Regions from separate parts of the Mus musculus genome. Here region 2 is linked to region 1. The links are chromatin contacts, called in public Hi-C maps. All regions are on one chromosome and are shown on one strand. The core of a region is the stretch at or near the end of the contact, and the rest is flanking DNA. Distances in the headings are between cores, read along the strand shown. Region 1 overlaps Vldlr (very low density lipoprotein receptor). Region 2 overlaps Kcnv2 (potassium channel, subfamily V, member 2).

The links. Hi-C and Micro-C count contacts between places; a contact is called where the count stands out from the background.
Region 2: a contact with region 1 is called in a Hi-C map of rod photoreceptor, with 2.9 times the contacts expected there. A contact is called at or near these places in 3 of 39 promoter capture datasets (3T3-L1-derived adipocytes, liver and trophoblast stem cells), 13 of 484 Hi-C or Micro-C datasets (the HL-1 cell line, cumulus cells, embryonic fibroblasts and 5 more), 3 of 130 datasets of targeted methods (embryonic fibroblasts, embryonic stem cells and pro-B cells) and 2 of 9 other capture datasets (adipose tissue and pancreatic islet).

What each region holds. Positions count from the first base shown.
Region 1 is chr19:27,231,628-27,237,872 of GRCm38.p6, forward strand. It overlaps Vldlr (very low density lipoprotein receptor), which reads left to right. Exons shown (of 18, transcript NM_001161420.1): 3 at 3,163-3,285; 4 at 4,613-4,735. All of the region lies in intron 3 of Gm35438 (a long non-coding RNA gene), which reads right to left. Among named protein-coding and RNA genes, the nearest start is that of Vldlr, 18 kb to the left of the region's middle.
Region 2 is chr19:27,330,022-27,336,266 of GRCm38.p6, forward strand. Kcnv2 (potassium channel, subfamily V, member 2) reads left to right here. Exons shown (of 2, transcript NM_183179.1): 2 at 3,621-6,245. The coding sequence ends at 3,902. Among named protein-coding and RNA genes, the nearest start is that of Kcnv2, 11 kb to the left of the region's middle.

The DNA.
Region 1 (6,245 bases), core at 1,379-3,878:
GAAGTTGGAAGGTGGCTTCAGAAGTTTTAAGTAAGTGTGTAGTTTTTGCATTTCAGACACACATTCTTATCCCTTCCCTGTTTACCTCCCAGGAGCCAGCAACAAAGCTGCAGACAGATGTGTTTAATTTATCCCACCTCAAGAGATCTTGAAATGTCAAGGCAGCAAGACCCCGGGTGCTTCTGTGCCAGTGCCAGCTCTGAAAGTCCATTCTACAGCTGGGGAAACTTGTCCCCAGTCTCAAGACCAAGGCTAGTTCTCCTGTGCTATCCTTCTCCATTGTGGGCTTTTAATGTAAAGATTTCACTCTGCACCGCAGAACACCGAGTTTCCTGCTACTTCTAGGTTGTTTAAAGTCTATAGTTCTCTCAACTCATCTCTCACTAAGGGGACTTTCAGCTGTTTTATGGTTGTAAGGTGTGAAGCTACCAAAAAGTCATGTATTGAGCAAAGGACATCTTACACCTATTTTTATGCTTCCCATTATAGGAGGTTTTATCATCTAGCTCACCAGAGACACCCGGGTCATCATAGGAACAGTGACTGGACTTTTTTTTAAGTCCTTTCTGCATGAGTACTCTCAACCAGCCACATGGTAGAGGATTTGGGTGGTGGAAATTGGTAAATGAACAGCGAATCAAGATCTCTTGCGGTGGCATAAATTAAATATATCAATAGGTAGATTTGTTGTTGCTGGCTCCCAGGAGGGAAACAGGAAAGGGGTAAGCATTATCAAAAGCAGCCTGAAATGTGTGTCTGGAATGGAAAAACTACACCCTTACTTAAAACTTCTGAAGCCTCCTTCCAACTTCCCCATGTAACCTTTGACGCGACTGTAGTTGCGGTTTTCGCGAGGATCCTTTTTGCACTTGACAGCTACTACGATCAGTTTGAGTGTGGATTTCTTATGCCACTTGCTTCTGCGACTTCCCAGAGTATGTATCCAATGGCTTTCCTCCCCTGTGGAACGCTTTCTATCTGCATGTCAGTATTAATTTGAAGGCTTTTCTTTGCCCCTACAGTGTATGCTCAGAATTGCGAAAGATGATCTCTATGAAGATGTGTCCATATTTATCTTTGCTCTAACTCTTTGTTGCACAGTTGATCTTTCATATCATGACATTTTCTACTTGCAAAATCATCTGCTTTCTTTATGGCCAGTTACCCTGTTTTCACTTTTGCAACTAACAGAGCTGACCACAGGTTGAATTGTAGCATCAAGCCCCATAGCCTGGCCTTGGTTTCCATATGGGCCCAGGAGAACACAGGCCTTGTATAGTATTTGCTGTGTTAACGTTGTATTATGATTTTAAAAATGGGTCAATTTATGAGTTGGCATGGCTTTGCATGGTTCCTTAGCTACGTTCAAGGATATGAATAAGCCCTTAGGATTCATCATAATTTACCAGCCCATGCTGAGTGTTATAAAGTGACTGTCTTCCAAGTGTATAGGCTTAACAAGAAAGGCATAAGAACAAGCCATAGCCTTCAAGGCCTCTACCCAGCTTAAACCACTTGTGCCCAGTGATCTCTTAGAAATTTGCAAAGTATTGTAGGCTTTGACTGATTTACAAACACAAAAAAAAAAATGATGAGAGGGGTTTTTAAAATGGACTTTTGAGTAGAAATTATAGACACATAGGGATGGAGGAATCTAGTCTAAAAAGACAACCACAGTATGTTGGTATCTCATCTAGCTACTTTGGCAAAACTCTTCCAGATTGTGGGACTCCTTCGTGGGTACGGTGATCAAACTGCCTGCTTTGTTTATATTTATTTTCCTAGTCTAATTAATTGGTGGCAAGTTGTAGCGTAACTCTAAGTCTCTAGTAGTAGAATTGATATTTTGCCTTAGGCTATTTGATGGGAGCTGTGAATTATGGGACTTAGTCCTGGCAGCTCCAGTGACTTTTAGTTGGTTGATGTTAAACCAAACTTTGGCTGAAAGCCTAAAATCTCTTTGAATTCCAAGTCCTACCACTTGTTACAAGTGTTATAATTGGCTTAAGCTTGTCTGGTGTGTGAGTTCCTCTACCTCAGTAGACCAGCAAGCGTGGCAATATCCAGTTCTAGAGCATACCTCTGCATTGTGACAATTGTCACTGAAGCAGCCTTGGTTTTCACTGCTGGGACACAAATACTATAGGTAAAGAGGCTTAAATGATAGAAATTTGATTTTAGGATTCTGGGTGTTAGGAAGACCCAAAACAAAGAGACAAATAGAGTGTCTGATAAAAGCCCTCTTTTCTGAAATGCAGAAGGCTGTTTTCTTTCCATGTCCTCCCATGGTAGGAGAGAAAGGAGAAGGAGAGATGGGAGGGTGGCAAACAAGCACTCATGTTTCTAATAAGGGCACCGATCCCATTGGAGAAGGTTCTAGCCTCGCCTCCCTCAGGTCCTCCCTCCTACAACAGAGCTGTAGGGATTTCAAGATGTGAAGATTATGAAGACACACATACTTCATAACAAACAGTTATCCTAGGATCCAGTAGGAAATCTTTTCTATGGTTTGTCTCTTCTGGAGTTCACGTTGAAGTCTGATTTTTGATAGTATTGTGTTGAGAGATGGTAGGGTACTTAGGAAGTGATTAGGTCAGCGAGAGAGAATAAATCCTTTTTCCCTGACCCTGATTAATCACTAAGAGAGTCGCCTAGGAAGCAAGCCACACTCCAAAGCAAGCAGGTGTTGGTGGAATGCTCTCAGGATTCCCAGCTCAGAACCTTGAGTTGAAATAAGTTTCTTTCCTTTATAAATTGTCCACTCTCAAATGTTCTGTTATAGGGACAGAAAATGGTCTTGGAGGAAAAACACCTCAGAGTGTGTGAATGCGTTGGAAGAAATCCATGGTGCTAACATTGTACACAGATGAGATCATTTTAAGATGACCCCTGGGTCATAAGACAATGGACAACCTTTGTCTTTCCTTGACTTTCTCATCCTCTGAGTCTCTCTAATGAATAACTCCCTCCTCTGAAACCTATGAAGAAAAGATGAGCTCCCTAGAGCTCAGCCCTAGAGATGCCAACAATTTGAATATCAGTCAGCTGATTCAGCATTGTTTTTAAAGGGAAACATACTTAAATATGGTTTTTACCTTAATCAGAAAACTGAGGTCTGGGGCAAATGATATTAATTCTAACTCTGAGAATAAACGTTTATAGTAAAGAAGACGTGTGCTGAGTCTGACTTCGTGTGCAAAAACGGCCAGTGTGTTCCTAACAGATGGCAGTGTGACGGGGATCCTGATTGCGAAGACGGTTCTGATGAAAGCCCTGAACAGTGCCGTGAGTGTGCCTTGACTTGCTTTGGACTAGACCTCCTTTGTGCTGTTCTGTCTCCGTTCTAAGTGATGCTTTATCGATTGCTTGACATTCATTTTTCTTTGCCTGCCTGAAACTTGAGGCCAACTGACTTGAAGGTCATTCCAGCTATTAACAGTTACTCCCTCTCCTTTAAAGACTGCTCTCCCTAGTCTAACAAGACTGACATTCTCTTGGGTAGCTTCCTCATTGAATACTTAAGACTGAAGCCAGCAGATTCAATTAAGAACTCCTTGACTAGGTGCATAGATCTCAAATGTCTGACAGGAACTGGATAGATGGTTTCCCTGATCCTGGAAGTAAAATCGAGATGTGAAGGTTTCCTAAGAGACACACATAAGCTTTGAAACAACCAGATTTTTTATACTACGAAAATATGCTATTATTAAAACAGGAAGATGATTAGTAATAGGATAATTTGGTTTTTTTTTAAACAAATGTGTAACCAAAAGCAGGGGCCATAGAGTTTGTTACTGAGTAAGAAAAACTTCATGAAGGTACAAATAATTTCTCTTCTCATAGGCTGATATTCAAGAGCAAGTTTCAAAGCCCCAGAGAAAGGTGTGTTGGAATCACACTGGGATCATTTGGAGGCTAAGATGAGGGCAAGTCTGATGATTCACTGCAGTAGAGGCCTGCTCACACAGAATAAATAGGATTGACATAATCCAAGTTTAGGTTTAGGGTATGATTATGAAAATACCTAAGGTTGGACTTTCATTGTCTAGCAAAGAAGTGAACTGTTTTGTCAATGAGTTAGGGTCCTAGACAGAATCTTCAGCCCCATGTTTCAGTGGTGAATGACATGGTAAAAATCAATAGTCAAGGCATATCCCTGCTTTATGGATACAATGAAAGATGTGAAAAGGGGACTTAGGAAGGAAACTGTTCCATAGTAGGTGTCCTAGAGGTAACGCATCTGACCTTTAATGGAATCAGGATTAGGTGACAATATCTGGTATGCCCACTGATATCCAAACATAAGTAAGGGACTAGGAGTAGGCTAACAAATCAACTTAACCGTGCCAAGTAAAACAAAAGCCAGAACTAAGCGTGCGGCAGAACCTTGAAAGAGTAACCCAGTCAAGGTTCTCAGGTACGCTGCCAGGTGGCCTTGCTTGGCGTAGCTTCTAAGGACGGAGCTGGCGAAGGATCTGCCTGGCTTCCACTACCCAGTGTGCCTGTGTACCTGACCACTGAGCCCCAGGTGTTGCACTTCCAGGCAGCACGGGAGCAGCAACTTTGCACTGACCAGTTTGGAGGCTCTTTTGAGACTGTATGTCATCAACAGATATGAGAACATGCCGCATAAATGAAATCAGCTGTGGCGCCCGTTCTACTCAGTGTATCCCCGTGTCCTGGAGATGCGATGGTGAAAATGATTGTGACAATGGAGAAGATGAAGAAAACTGTGGTAAGAAGACCAGTGTGCAGTGGCATATCCCAGAGACCCTTTTCCTAAAGAAAGGCAGGCAAGGGATGCTAACTTAAGCCTGAAGACCCAGTGCCGCTGACCCACTTTGCAGTGGCTTTGCTGTCTGCTCAATATTTGTCCTTCCTAACCACCATAAAACTGTGAAAGGCCTTTTCCTGCTGATTGGCCATTGCCTGGTATGTCTTCCAGGCAGATAGAAGCAATCAGAGAAGTCATCTTGGTGCTTACATTCAGCATAGTTCAGCATAGTACATTTAGCACAGCCTAGTAAGGTTGCAGCGATGTGGGCTTTTGTCTTTTATGACAGTAACTCATGGGCCTTTCTTACAGTGGCTCAATAAAACTAGAAAGTGATGGGACCAACAGACACATTCCTAGGTTTAGTTAGATTAGCTTCTTGGAATAAGGTACATGAGTATGAGACAAACATTTCCACCAACTGGAATCTATGGCTAAGTTAGCTGAGAAACATGACCTATCATGTTGCCAGCAAATACAAAGCCTACCTGACCTTTGTGTTCTATTACGATGCCTATCTCTGAATGCTAGTGCTGTTTCCTATTCTTTCATGCTTATATTCTTGGAAAGTCTAGAATCAAGTGTTCCATGTTAAAGGCGAGGCCCTGGAGAAAATCTGCGGGTTAAATAAACATGACCCTGACTTCTTTCAAACTACTACCCCTTTAAGACCCCCCCCCTATAACCTGAGTTTGATGAGTTTAATGAGGACAGGCTGCAGTAGTATCCAAGGGAGCTCAGGGTCCTTGCAGGTCAAACACTAGTCTGGCAGGTTCAAGTCATTTTGTGATTGTAATACCACTGCACCTAGTCCAAGGAGTTTCACGTTCAGTCACAGACCTGAGCTTCATACTTTGCCATGGTGAGCCCTGGAGCTGCCATACATTTTCCCTCGAAAATCTACACTTTGCTTCCCAAGAGAGTTGTGGTCTCCTGTCCAATTACCACCAAATTATAACCTTGGTATGTTTGGCAGGAATTTAAATCAAAATCTAAACTGGCTACTGTGAATACCTTGTCATCAATAGCATGCGGGGTTGCTAGGCTATGATTCTAGTCCTAGCAGGAACATTTCCTAAAAATAAAAAATAAAAATTATTAAGTTGGTATTCCTAATGTTTATTTAAAAGACTCAAAAGGAAGGAACCATGTAGAGTGTTCTTTGGTTTGTTTCTTTTTGGAGAGTGCCTTATTTTCCATTATACCTTGCCCATATAGCTGATGTATATTCTCAGCTAGTGATATGACTTCAGCTGACATGCAATAGGTTGGTCTAGGTATAAACGCTGCCTTCCAAAATGAAATACCCAAGGCCAGCTTAAGCTTTTGAACACTGTCCCTTTAAGTGTCAGTTGTGGGTCTCATCTCGAATTAGTTTCGAGCCTTCTACTGTTTTCTTGGTCCTTTATTTCTGCTCTTACACATAGTATGGCTGCATCTTATTTTATACTGTGAAACTGTTTTGTCATAT
Region 2 (6,245 bases), core at 1,335-3,834, 98 kb after region 1:
ACACAGTAATGTCCAAATGGGAGTTAATGTTTAGTGTTGATCTCATTCTTCATAATGCTTTGAGGAATTGCCCCAGAATGGTTGCATTCAGTATTTCTGAGGAAGGCAACTGACAACCAAATTAATTATCAGGATGTGTGCAGGCACTCTTACCCATCTGAGTTGTTTCTTTAGATTATAATCCTCAAGAGGAATATTTGTTGCAACAGCAGCATGGATAAGTAACCTTTGAAGGACAATATCAACTCTTGAGTAGCGTTTTAGGAAGAAAAACAGTGAGGCTTTTACTGCCTCTACTTCTTTGGGAAAACCAGAAGGGTACTAATTAGTTCTCTTGATTACCTTTATTGCTTCCATCATCCTTCCTGGATGCATGAACTACTAGCTGCCAAGGCATTTTATCTATACCACATACTTCATGAGGGAGACAAGCATGGCTTGTTGATGGACAAATTCAAGTGTGATATTCCTGTTTTGGGGGAAATCCTGATCCTTTACTGAATGGTGCTCTGGCTTTGTTGATTAGTGACCATGCTCTGAGTCTTGAAACCCAAAACTAGGGTACATCTGTGAGTTCTCAGTAGAATGGTCGGCTTCCAGGATAAGACTGGCTAGATATTTGCTAGATATTTGGATGACTTGTAGACACTTTTGGTCACATTTCCAAACTCATCTTCTACTAATGGGAAAAGTCGCTCTGTGAGGTCATCTGGGTCAGTCTGGGTCTTCAGTCTTCTATGGAATCTATAGAAACTTCCCTAAACCAAGAAATCTCAAATCCTACCCCAGGAGCAAGGGAAGAGAACAAGGTTACAACCAGAGATAGTGGCACATGCCTTTAATCCAAGTACTTTAATCCAAGGCAGAGGCAGGCATATTTCTGTGAGTTCTAAGCCAGCCTGGTCCATATAGTGAGTTCCAAAACAGCCAGAGATACATAGTGAGATCCTGTCTCTAAGGGAAAAAAAAAAGAACATGGTTACATATTAAATCATTGAATCAAATTATTTACAAAGCAGATAGCAAAACAACTCTACATTTTGAACATATTCTTGGGAACCAGACTCTCATAGCCTCCTAGTAGAAGAGGTCTCTTCTCTGAAACTAGAAACCCAAGATACTTCAAATTTTTCAAACCTGACTATGCATAACAGATATTTGTTCTTATTTAAGACAAATACATTTGCTTTTGACTTTTCCCTCCAAGTTCAGCCAAGAAACAAAAATAAGAATGATGTAATGATATCATCATCTCAAAAAGAAAAGAAGAAAAGAAACAAAATGAAAGGGTCTTGATAATTTATGGGAAACAAAACTCAAAGAAAGTAAGGTTGGGGGTGAAGCTGGGCCAGGGTGGGAATTTATCAAAAGCTTGACAACAACACTTTGTCTTAATCACTTCCTTTCCTCTCTCTCCTCCTAGCCGCTTCCCAACACACGTACTGCTAAACCCTTGTGTATCTGACTGGATGCAAGGGCAAGGCCTTCTCCTTTGTAGCTGTATCTTATTCTAAATCCGCTCCTTCCTATCACTCGTCCCAGTAACCAAACTCTCTTCAGTGGTCTCTATGAAGACTCGGTTGACTGGCCATCTTGGAGTGTACGTAATAGTGAGAGATGAAAACCACAGCTAAGCTCACGAGAAACCTCGAGAGAGGTGTGGCTCTGGTATGGCCAGCCAAAAAAGACACATATGCAGACACATAGGCACACATACAGACATGGAAATGAAGCGAGGTGTAACGTGGCCTCTGCTGCTCTTTATGTCCTTATCCAGAGTGTGGGGAAAGAATATTCTCTAGCAAAAATCTCCCTCATCCTGTATTTACCCAAAGTCTGAAGGAGCCTATTTGTACAGCCTCTGGGTCTCGTAGACACAAAAGAGGTCAAGTTCCTGACAGAGTGTATGCTCCATAAGTGTTTGTGTTTGCTTCTCTTGAGCTGGGGCCAGCTTCCAGACAGGGTCCCTCAGGTCTCTCTCATGAATGAGTCCCTACAGCCTGTCAGTAAACACACCTGTGGATTCCTATTACAATCACAGAAGGTGGGTACTATCACTCTCTCTATTATATGTCGAAAGTAAAAACTGAGCAAGAGAGAATTGAGCTCCGTTGCCCAAAACCCACACAAATGTGAAGTCGGTTTAGACCAGAGATGTCAGCTATGGTCCTTATTTCTTTAACCCTGTCTAGGCTGCCCTGCCTCTGCCATGTTTGCTTGTGTTCTACAGCTGGGGGGGGGGGGGCACTTCTCTTGTCAGGGATGGAGCAGTGCCCCTTGGGGCTTGTAGAGGCATACCTTTCCCTGTCTGTGGGCCAGATGGGTCTGTGGCACTTTGCCACTGGCTTCGCCCAGCTGACTCCTCTCTCCATTTCATTCTAATCAATCAGCCACATTTGAAGGTTCAGACTAACCTTTATATTCTTAGCACAAAAGATGCTTACATCTCTGAGCCAGAGGAGGCCATCTCAGGGTGGCAAGGGAGTGACTTTGTATAATTACTGCCACCTGTTGGAAGTTCAGGACAAACATCACCCAAACGTGGAGCAGCAAGCAGGCTCAGAGTTAGGCAACAGGAAGGTTTTACCGCTGCAAGCAACAGCCAGCCCTGCTAAAGAGGTTTCTAGTGACTTAATCTAGGGACCAATGGAAGCACATGAGGCGTAGAAATAGTCCCCTGGGGTCTTCGCCAGGCTTTGGCTCAGGCTGTACTAAGTGGTAACTAGTCCTGCGGGGATCTGCATTTTAAACAGGAAGCTTGTTAACTGAAATAAATCTCTAATTAGTGGGATTTAAAACAGAGTGACAAGAATGAAGAGAGGAGTTTCATGAAGGATGAATATAGTTCTATTCTATGAGGTCTTCTGAGGGCCCTCATGTGTGTTTCTCTACATGTGCCAAATTAAAGGGCCTCCGTTGAAAAGCCAGTTGAACAACACAACAGCTCTGGGCGTGTTATAGTTATGCCTTTTAAAGAGGAGGGGAGCATAGGAGAGGTAGTCAGCATCCTGGGTGCCTGACACAGTGCCCACTGCTTTGTATTGACTTCTGCAGTCCATCTTTACCAGAACCCTGAGAGATGGTCCCAGCATCTAAGTGTATGTCCGCCAGCTGGGAAGGGTCAGTCTGGACTTGAACACTGATCTGCTTGCTTCAAAGCTCCAGCTTTTTCTCAGGCATTCATAATGAAGGTGAATCCAGGGAACCCCCCTGTCCTAACACAGTCCTGACACCAACTGGCAGAGGCGTGCCAACAAGACAACTACTGCATACTTTCCGTGCTAGGAATTCAGCATATGTTACATCAGTGCTGTTCCTACAGCTCCTTAAGGCTGCTCCTTAAGGTTCCTACAGCTCCTTAAGGTTCCTACAGCTCCTTAAGGTCTTTCCCTGTGCTGCATATACAAACACTGGCGTGCCACGGTCAGGATTTGAACCAGCCTTTTAGCTCCATGGCTTGTATTCCTTGCATGGCACAGTCCTGCAGGCAGCTCTGAAAACTGCCTCCGTGGGAGCTCTTAGCAATTCCCATGTGCACCGACAGGGTGGTGGGGCTCTTTACCACAGGCTCCTCTTCCACTCCCTTCTCGGGCTAACCGTTCTGTACTGCTTCCTTTTAGGTAAGCATCTCCACCGTGGGCTATGGAGACATGTACCCGGAGACCCACCTGGGCAGGCTTTTTGCCTTCCTCTGCATCGCTTTTGGCATTATTCTCAATGGGATGCCCATTTCCATCCTCTACAACAAGTTCTCCGATTACTACAGCAAGCTCAAAGCTTACGAGTACACCGCCATCCGGAGGGAACGAGGAAAGGTCAACTTTATGCAGAGAGCCACAAAGAAAATGGCTGAATGTTTATCTGAAAGTCATGCACAGTCCACCACAAGGCAAGAGAATTAAGGCTTCATTAGGACACAAGGATGGTTGAACCCATGAATTTCAAAGCTTCATTGCTTCTTTTAAAATTATGGTCCCCTCCTGGCAACAGAGGGGCATGTGATGCCAACACACACAAAGAGCATTCTGTTCAAAGTTCTAACTCTGGGAATGATCATTTCAGCCCAAACTCAAAATGCCTCACATCGCACTTTAGCTAGATGTATGATGTCAGTACTGGAAATGGCTCTGAGGAAGCAACATCTTAGATTTCTCTTATAGATTCTCATGGCATCTAGCTTGATGCATATATTTAGATTTGAATTGCAGGAAGACGTTTCCCCCTAGTTCAAACCAGGAGGAGGGGCCCTTAATTTTCCAGAGAATGGAGCGTCACACCAGGAGCTGCATAAGTTTTGGAGTCAGATCAACCACTCAGCCAGTATCCCAGATCTACCAGCTAGATGGTGTGTAAGAACTTACTTTAACCCTTTGAGCCTTGGTCTCTTCGATTGGGAAATGTACAAAGTCTTAAGGATGAGTGTTGGGGTTGAAGATAACCCCAGTAGCTTCTAGCATTGCAAATTACTAGATGTCAGTAATGCTACTAGATGTTGATGAACCTCTGTCTAGAATTACTATGGGAACCCAAACTTGGTCCATGAAATTTTTCTGTATGTGTGAATATCTCCCTCCCTTGAAAGAAGCACCCACTGTCCTCTCACTTAACTCAGACTTCCATTCTTTATTTCCCAGAAGAGAGGTGGAAGAGTAAAACCTCCTTCACAACACTTGCTGAATGGCAAGCCCTGGAAGACCTCTTTAGACTGAGGGTTGGGAACCAGTGCCCCTTGGGCCATTTCTCTCCTTGAAACCTTTCTTTTAATTCCTTTCTGGGTCCACAGGGCTCCTGTAAATTGAAGTTGAAATTGAAGGCTCATTTGCACAGAGCACTCAGAGATTTGCTCCCATAACTGGAGCTTGTGATGTTATAGAATTCTTTTGGGGTATAACTGCCCCATCTGGATCATATATAAGAGTAATTGTGCTACTGACAGTGGCAAATGTTAGGAACTATGCATCTAGTCTGTAACTTCGTTTAACCCTCAGTGCACCCCTAAGTTAGATGCTGTGGTTGTTCTAGTTAAGGAGAAATGGAGGCTTAGAGAGGTTAAGCGATCCAGCTACACTCGCCTAGCCACTAAAATAGTGAGACTGGGCTTTAAGCCAAGGTTCATCTGAGGCACAAGACTGTTGGGAGTCTAAATGTATGACTTTCCTACATTATGACAAAGCACCTGAAGGGTGGACAAAGTGGACTCTTCTAAGATTACTCAATCTAGGAGGTCACAGCCTTGGTGCTGGTTAGTTCTCGTCAATATGATACAACCTAGAGTCACTTGGGAAGTGGGAACCTCCATTGAGAGATTGCTCTGATCAGAATGTCCTGTGACCATGGCTGTGTCTGTGAGAAATTATCTTGACTGATGATTGCAAAGAATCCTGGCTTGATGATAAGCACTAGCACTTATAGATGATTATTGTTTGAGGGCCTAGCCCACTGTGGGCAGTGACATCATCCCTAGCAAGTGAGCCTACGCTATATAAGAAAGTTAGATGAATGTGAGCCAGGGAACAAGCCAGAGAGTGAGCCAGTAAGCATCATTCCTCCATGGCTTCTGCTTCATGCTCTTGCCCTGATTTCTCTTAATGATGAATTTCAACCAAGAAATGTAAGATGAAATATGCCCTCTCTTGCCCTTTGTTGCTTTTGGTCATGGTATTTCAGGGCAACAACAAATCAGAAGAGTGTCTTACTCTGTGACAGAATTCTATGGATTGAGCAATATAAATAGTGTTTGTATCCCTCAGCTCTGGAGGCTAGAACTTCAAGATCAAGACACAGGCAGTTGTGTTGTAGGTTCAAACTGCTCTCTGCAGTCAAGATGGTGCCTTTTTGGTGCATTCTACAGAGAAGATTGTATCCTAAAAGCATAAGGCAAGCTCACTGAACGCTGACTCAAAGTATCGTATAAGGGCCTTGATCCCATAGTTCATGAAGGAACAGCCTCATAGCTTAATCAGCCCTGAACACTTCAGCTCTTTATATGCCACGGTGACAACACACCTGACTTACAGAGAGCCCTACTCAAGCCAAAAGCACAGAGTCAAACTTGAATTTTAGATAAGCAGCGATTTTTGATAGAAATATGGCTCAAATATTGCATAGAATATACTCCTAAAATTCAAATCTATCTACAAGTCTGGCATTTTGCTTTGTTAAATCTGATAATCCTATACTATTGTTTTTTTAGAGACAAAGTTTCCCCAAGCCCTAAAACCAAACCCAAACAGCACACCCTTCAG